Regions from separate parts of the Capsicum annuum genome. Here region 1 is linked to region 2. A link is a contact called in public Hi-C data. All regions are on one chromosome and are shown on one strand. The core of a region is the stretch at or near the end of the contact, and the rest is flanking DNA. Distances in the headings are between cores, read along the strand shown. Region 1 holds the start of LOC107864179 (chromatin modification-related protein eaf6). Region 2 has its middle 6.0 kb from the start of LOC107864180.

Region 1 (3,844 bases), core at 1,075-3,574, 61 kb after region 2:
TTCTGTTTACAGGAAACTCATCAACTTTGCATGTCCTTTAACGGACAAACTCCAGGAGAAAATATCATAGACAGAAACCTTAAATTTACCTAGAGATGTGAATCTTTTTTATCTTGTATCTAGAGATATGGATAGTAAAGTCTCACGGAACCAGTATATTACTTTAGATGCAGTAACTTGCCCTTTTTTCTTATGGTCATTTTTTCACCTAACCAACAGAGCGCATCTACTTGTTGATCTATGCTTCACTGAATCCTGTACAGTTCAGAACCAGTACATCCCTATCAAGATTATTTCCATTAAAGAATCTTAATACAGATTGCAGTTGTCATCGTTATCACAATACCATGTGGAAATCAAGCAATTACTGAAATAAGAGCCCAATTATCATAAAATAAGAAACTGATATATATGCTAAGTCAACGCAACAAAATGCCGATTCATAGAACGAAATTTTCATGAACAATTCCATCAACTATCATAACTTTATGGGTTATTAATATAACTCATAACTATATTTACGCCTAACGTTACTTTAGAAGCTGATTCTTACCTCCCATCAAATCAAGGATGTGAGATATTCAAAGTTTCAAACTTTAACTATTGCAGACACTAAGAGGCACACGAGATACTTAGCGAGAAAAAACGAAACGCTATGCGACAAAAAGTAACCATTTACAATAACAACACTTCTACTTTCCAACTACAAGAATGTGAGGAAATAAACGCTAGAAAGGTGTGTACTTTGAATTCTTATTCGATGTTGATAGAAAGCCTTCAAAACCTTTCAACGCGTTCCCAAAGGAGCCCGTTTCTTGCAAATAACTCGTCTCGAGATCATAAACCTACATCAAACCAATACTCATATCTTAGCTTCCTATTTGAACACTAAAAAGGGATAACGCGAATAATCAAACAATTTCTCATATCTCATGACACAAGCCGCAAATACTCGAAATTACAGCAAAATCGTTATTACCAAAAGATCTCAAATGACAGATACAACAATATACCCAATATAATCCCACGAGTGGGTCCGGGAAGGTAGAGAGAATATCAAATTATATATACAATTTCTAAAAGATTTCAGTAAAACAATACAAAAATATATCAGTCCCTCCATTTTTAATTTGTTTATCTTACTTTCCTTTTTAGTCCGTTTAACAACACCTTTTTTGGCAACTATTTAATTTCAACTTCCCCTTTCAATTTATTTATCTTACTTTTCTTTTCGGTCTATTTTAGTCCATTTCAAAAAAAAACTTTTTTGGCAACTCTTTAATTTCAAACTTTACACGCGACATGTTTAAGATCACAAGAGATTAAAGGATATTTTAATATATTTCACATATCTTCAATTTAAAACCTACAAGATTCAAGTCCTTAATTTCAATTTTTCACGTGGCATATTTAAGACCACAAGATTAAATGACATTTTCATAAACTCCACCCACCTTTAATTTAAGACAATAAAATTCAAAAGTATTTAGTACTCCCTCGGTCCCAAATTGAGATGGCACAATGATTAAGAAAAATAATTAATAATATGCCTAGTTTACCATAATACCTCCGTTAAATGATGTTTACATTTTAATTTAAAGAAAAAATAATTAATGCAAAGGGTAAAATATAGAAAAAAAATTGTGTCTTCTTGATTAATGGAAAAAAGAAAAGTAAAATGAGAAATTAAATTAGAAAATTTGGGATGGGTAATTTGGGAAGGAGAGAGTATTATTTATATTCTTAAACTCCGTGCAAGTCAAAAACAGAAAAACAAATTAAAAAACACAGATTAATATCCAACCAAAGAGCTTCTACAAAAACTTAAAAAAAAAAAAAAAAAAACTAAACACAGAACTTCGTAATGAAAATAATTAAAGGAATTCAAGAAAGGTAGAGTATTTTTACTTGTTTTTCAACATTTCTCAGCTCTTCTTGAAGCTTTTCTCTTTTATTCAGCAGGGAAGCAAGAACAGCTTTAGGATTTGAACCTCTTTGCCCTAATTAAAAAAAATCCAAATTAAAAAAATAATCAAAAAATAAATAAATATTCCCAAAATTTGATGAGAAAAGGGTGAAATTAGTTACCATGGAGCTCCATTTTTTTGGCAATTAATTTGAAGATAAGTTGTAATTAAAAATTCAGCAGAAAGAACATGAGTTTATAAGTGAAATTGTTGGGAGTGTTAGCTTTTGGACAAACTAATAATAATAATTAAAAAAAAAAAAAAACTTATCTTTAAACATTAAAATTTGGCCTTGTTCGGTTGGAACAAGTTATATGAGCTATCCATGGGAGATTAGTTATTCGGATATTGTTATTTCGGTAATAAAAGTTTAGTCATAAAAATAATATTATAATTTTAAAATAATTAATTTTAAAATAAGTTATTTTTTAATTTTATTTCAATAAAATATTTTTAAATTTATTTTAAAGTTAATTTTAAATAGTTATTTATTATAACTCCTACCAAACGGATATAAAACTGAAAGAATTTGTAAGTAAAAACAATATAAATTCCAACATTTTGGAGCTTAATTACAGAAAATTTCAATACTTTACTTAATTATAAAAAGTTTTAAGTTTGAACTTGTCCCCATATATAATTAGCTTTCGATACATTCAACGAAAAATGCATAATTAACTCTTGATACGTTTTTTCGATTTTGAGTCTGTTAAAATACATAATACATCCAGTGTAGGTACATTTTTTTTTTGTACAGATACATAATCAGCTTCTGATATATTTTTTTCGATTTGGGGTCTGTCGAGACATATAATTAATTTTCAATACATTTGTCGAAGATATATAATTAGTTGGTATATTTATAATTACTTTGTAAGAGTGACGATTTGTGCAAATTTGATAAGTTATGATGTATGTTTATGTTATTTTTCAATTTATAATTGAAATGGGCCTTAGATAAAGTAACTCTGAGTTATTGGGCCGAATCAGTCTTTATAAACAAGGAAATAAGGCGGTGATGTCCAGAAAGCTTTTATTTGGGCCGAAAATGAAAAAATTAGAGCCTCGCAGTTTATAGGCCTGTTAGATTCTCACTTTTTATTAGAAAAAGTTAGCACGATGTGACAAACATTTAGACTATACTAGTTTAGGTGTACACATCACCTTATTGAGTTTAAACATCACATTAACTAGGATATTCGCTTAAATAATAAAGATGAATAAAATAATTAAATTCAACATCTTTTAGAGAATTTATTTAATTAAACCTCATCTTTACTAAAAAAAAATCTCAAAGCCGATCGACATTCCTCTGGCACATGTAAACTTTAACAAAACAATATAATGATATAGACATCAAAATAATATAATTAAATCAAATCTTTACACAAAAATTTCTTCAAATCCGTACAACACTCATCCAACAACTTTAAACTATAACAAAATAATACGACAATAAAGATATCAAAATAATACAACTAAACTTTATCTTTACATTGAAAAATTCTCAAAATAGAGATCTAAAAATAATACAATTAAACCTAATATTTACTTAAAAGAATTCCTCAAAGTCAACCGACATTCATCTACCTCATGTAAATTCAAAATTCAAAATATAATAGTGATCACAAAGTTTCAATTTTGATGAAAATAATTCTTGTCTGAGCGGAAATTTTAGCATTAAAAAATGACTTGAATGAAAAAAAAAAAAAAAAAAGATATATATATACACACACGTTGAATTCTATACAAAAATAGTGAAGAAATTGAGGGTTAGAAAATTAAGCATCCATTAATCTAGTCATGCAATCGAATCATGCTGGACGAACATCAATCATATTTTTCCAATAAGTAAATTAGTTTCTTCTCTAATTTAA
Region 2 (3,826 bases), core at 929-3,428:
TGCAAATTATTATATTGTTGCCCTATTGACTGATCCTAAAAGATATTTGTACTACAAGACAAAATAAAAGGTTAAGAGATCGTTTGGTAGAGTGTATTGGAAAATTAATACATGCATATACCTTATTTTACCATATGTATTAGTTATATATTCTATTGTGTATTGAGGTGTGTATTATTAATACTTCAAAATCCATGATAGTAGCAATGCATGCATTAACATGATTAAAGACACTATTATTCCTAAAAAAAAATTTCACATTCTTTCCAACATATATATGAAAGATATTTTTGTAAAAAAAAAATTATTTTTAGAAATTATTTAATTCATGTTATTTTTAATACATCAAACCAAACACTGCATAAGAAAAATACAAGCATAATTAATGCAAGCATAGCTAATACAAACATTACTAGCACACCATATTTTGCATTATTCTTATACACTCTACCAAACTATCCCTAAAAATAATATTCTAATGTCTAGAACTTCACTTTATTATACTCGATCTCACCGTAATTGATTTGTTTTAATTTAACATAAAATTAAGTAAAAGAATAGACTTGTTTAATTATTTTAAATTAAAAATATGTCAAATATATTAAAATAACTTTTAATCTTATTATGTCATGTGAAAGTTCGATATTAATAAATTATTAAAAATGACAAAATCATTATTTTTTAAACAAATTAAAAAGAAATATATATCGTTGTGACACCCCAACTTAGGAGGAGTCCCACATCGGCCAAACACAGGAGGGATCTTGGTAATATAAGTAATCAAGTCTTACTCTCTAGAAATGCGTTTTAAAGTCGTGCGAGTCTAGATTCATAGCGGATAATATCACTAATGGATTGAGGAGTCCCACATCGACAAAATACAACGTTTTAAAGACGAACCTAATGGTTCGAGATGTCCATCACGGCCAGAACTCCGACTCAGGTCGTGACTATCACACAAATTCTTGAGGAGGAATAAGTTGTTTTTTGGTTTCCAATTTCAAGATTCAATGAATACCTGATCATATTAATTCCATGTTGACTACCAAAGGTCTGTGAGAGATTTTAAAGGTACTCTTTCGTTTATAAATACTTATCTAATTTTGATTTAGCAAAATCTTAAAAAATAATAAATATAGGAGTGATTTTTCGTATATCATTCTTTGAATATAATAACTTTTTTTGCTTTAAAAAATGCAATGATGATGCATTGTATTAAATATCAAGGATAAAATGAATGAAAATAAATAAATTATTTATTAATTTTATAAAATAAACTAGTAAGTATTATTGAACATTCCAAAAAAAAAAAGTGAACAAGTAAAAATAAAGTAGGGAGGAATTAACTATTTTCTGGATATTAACAAAATCATGTCATTTCAGTAGAAATCTTCACCCCATTTATGGTCTTTTTTTTTATTTCCCAAAGTATTTTCACAGCCGTCAGTTGTGAGACTAATCATCCGTTCCTACGGTCAATGCATTAAACGGTAGGGAACTAACCACAGAGTTTTTTCAATGCACCAGAGGTGGGGATCGAACCATCAACCTCTTGCTTAAGGGGTGAGATGTTGAACCACCACACCAACTCTTGTGGTTCATTTATGGTCTTTGGTTGTTGTTTTTTTTTCTTCTTTTGTTATAAATTATTATAATCACATGTGACTAGTAAAATTAAAACTCATTTTTCCACATCCATTATTTCTTTGTTCTTCCCAATATAGAATTTTTCTTCTCTTATCTTTCCAGGTGTTAAATCTTTCTCATACACGTATTAAGAAAAAAGTTGTCCTTTAGAGTGTATGTGAATGCATGTATGATGTATTATGTTTATTTTCGTTGAATCGATATAAATATCGGATGCAAATAAATTTTTATATCTTAATTATTATGCCCTAAAAAAAATTGACGTGTAGCATGTTCGTAGTATATGATTAGAGACGGAGCAAAAATTTAAATTTTATATATGGGTTTTGAAAATTACGACATGATCTCAAATGCTATTATTAAAACTGTATTCTGAATTTAACTTTTATATATTTATTATATTTTTTAAAACAGGTACAAGGTTTAGATTAAAACTACTAGATTTTGTCGAACTTATATGTTATATACTGGCGCCGCCCCAATTATAATTTAGAAAAACAATATTTGACTGTCAAATAGCGACATATCATTTGACATAGACTGGAAGATGGAATACGTTTTTGTGGTTAGCACGAAATCAAAGATCAATCTCCTAGATACACGTAGACAAAGACGGATTCAGAATTTATAATTTCATGCGTTATTCGACATCAGGGCATTGGTCAAACCAAATGACATAATCAAGAACTTAAAGTGTCCATACCGAGTATGGAAGGTTGTCTTAGGAATATCCAGCTCCCTAATCTTAAGTTGATGATACTCAGACCGAAGATCTATCTTAGAAAAGAATTTGACACCTTGAAACTAATCAAACAAGTCATCTATCCTTAGAAAAGGATACTTGTTACCATATATTCATTTGATTTTTTTTACGTCCGAATTAATATTTTATATCACTTTAATAAATTTTTAATATATATACAAAAGTTTGAGCTAAAACTATCGCCCTATAGACTCTTTCACATGTAGGTTGTACAGTTATTATTGTACATAAACTAGGTCTATAGAAAATGTAACTTTTACGTTGAAATTTGTCAGAAAATTATGTAACATCGTGTTTTTTAATTATATTATGTTCACATTGTTTTTCTCATGCAAATTTCAACTTCAATAAAGTAATTGTACTTGATCTTTTAATAATACTATGACCATCTTGTTTTCTTCATGCAGATTTCATAAATTTCATTCTTCCTCTAGCTAAGTAATTCTTCATCTCTAACCAGGGTTTGGTCGAGCTAAACGAATAGTCATTTTTGGTAGAAAACATCTTTATTTTGAGTGTTAGATTTTTCAACACGAATTAAAATTAATCGAATCTCAAAATAAATATCGAACTATATATATACACCAACGTAACACCCGGATAAGAAGTTCCACATCGACAAAACACAGGACAGATACTCGGTATATATAAGTAAACAAACTTTTCACTCTAGTGACTCGTCTTAAAATCGTGCGGATTAAATCTAAAACGAACAATATCACTAGTGGATTGGGCCGTTATGAATGGTATCAGAGTCACTCACCTCACCGAGGACACTGAGTCCATAAGAGAGGGTGTATGTAACACCCAACTTAGGATAAAGAGTTTCACATCGGCAAACTTTAGTGAAGGTGTATGTAACACCCAACTAGATATACAAGTAAACAGACTGTTCACTCTATTAACGCATAATAACTAGTGGGCTGGACGTTACAACCAAACCCATTCAGTAACATTTTTCATTAAAAAAATAAAGTTAATAACTTACACTTCCATGATCAACTGTGTGGTCAATTTTTAGTGTGGAAAGGAAAACTGTATCACGCACATTTTTTCTGTAATTTGGAATTTTCAAAAGTTCATATAAAGATGTGATAATTACTTTGCAGTTGAAAATTATGACACCATATTTTTAAAAAATAAATAAATAAATGACTTACTTTGACCATTGAAAACGTGAGATTTTGCTTTCAATTGAATTGACATAAAATCTGTTTTAAACTTTCATATTAAAAATTATTTCACACGTCAAAATTATTTTGATTTATCATTTATAGCTGCACTCAATATATAAAACCAAACCGCAATAAGAAATATGTTGTTCAACCAACAAAAATTTTTTAAGCAATTTTTGATTTATATATATATATATATATATATATATTATGATTTGTTAAAATTATTTATTTTTTACTC

Evidence for each region. A called contact is a pair of places that touch in the nucleus more often than the background predicts.
Region 1: a Hi-C map of placenta shows a contact between it and region 2, with 4 times the contacts expected there. The contact joins the promoter of LOC107864179 here to the enhancer-like site in region 2. A contact is called at or near these places in 3 of 5 Hi-C or Micro-C datasets (bud, leaf and placenta).

What each region holds. Positions count from the first base shown.
Region 1 is chr3:14,375,337-14,379,180 of UCD10Xv1.1, forward strand. LOC107864179 (chromatin modification-related protein eaf6) reads right to left here and starts at 2,325. Exons shown (of 7, transcript XM_016710469.2): 1 at 2,089-2,325; 2 at 1,909-2,000; 3 at 745-845. The coding sequence starts at 2,101.
Region 2 is chr3:14,314,598-14,318,423 of UCD10Xv1.1, forward strand. No RefSeq gene overlaps it. Among protein-coding and RNA genes, the nearest start is that of LOC107864180, 6.0 kb to the right of the region's middle. Within about 2 kb of position 2,179, at least 1 of the 5 cell types and tissues checked has an H3K27ac peak or open chromatin away from gene starts, as enhancers often do.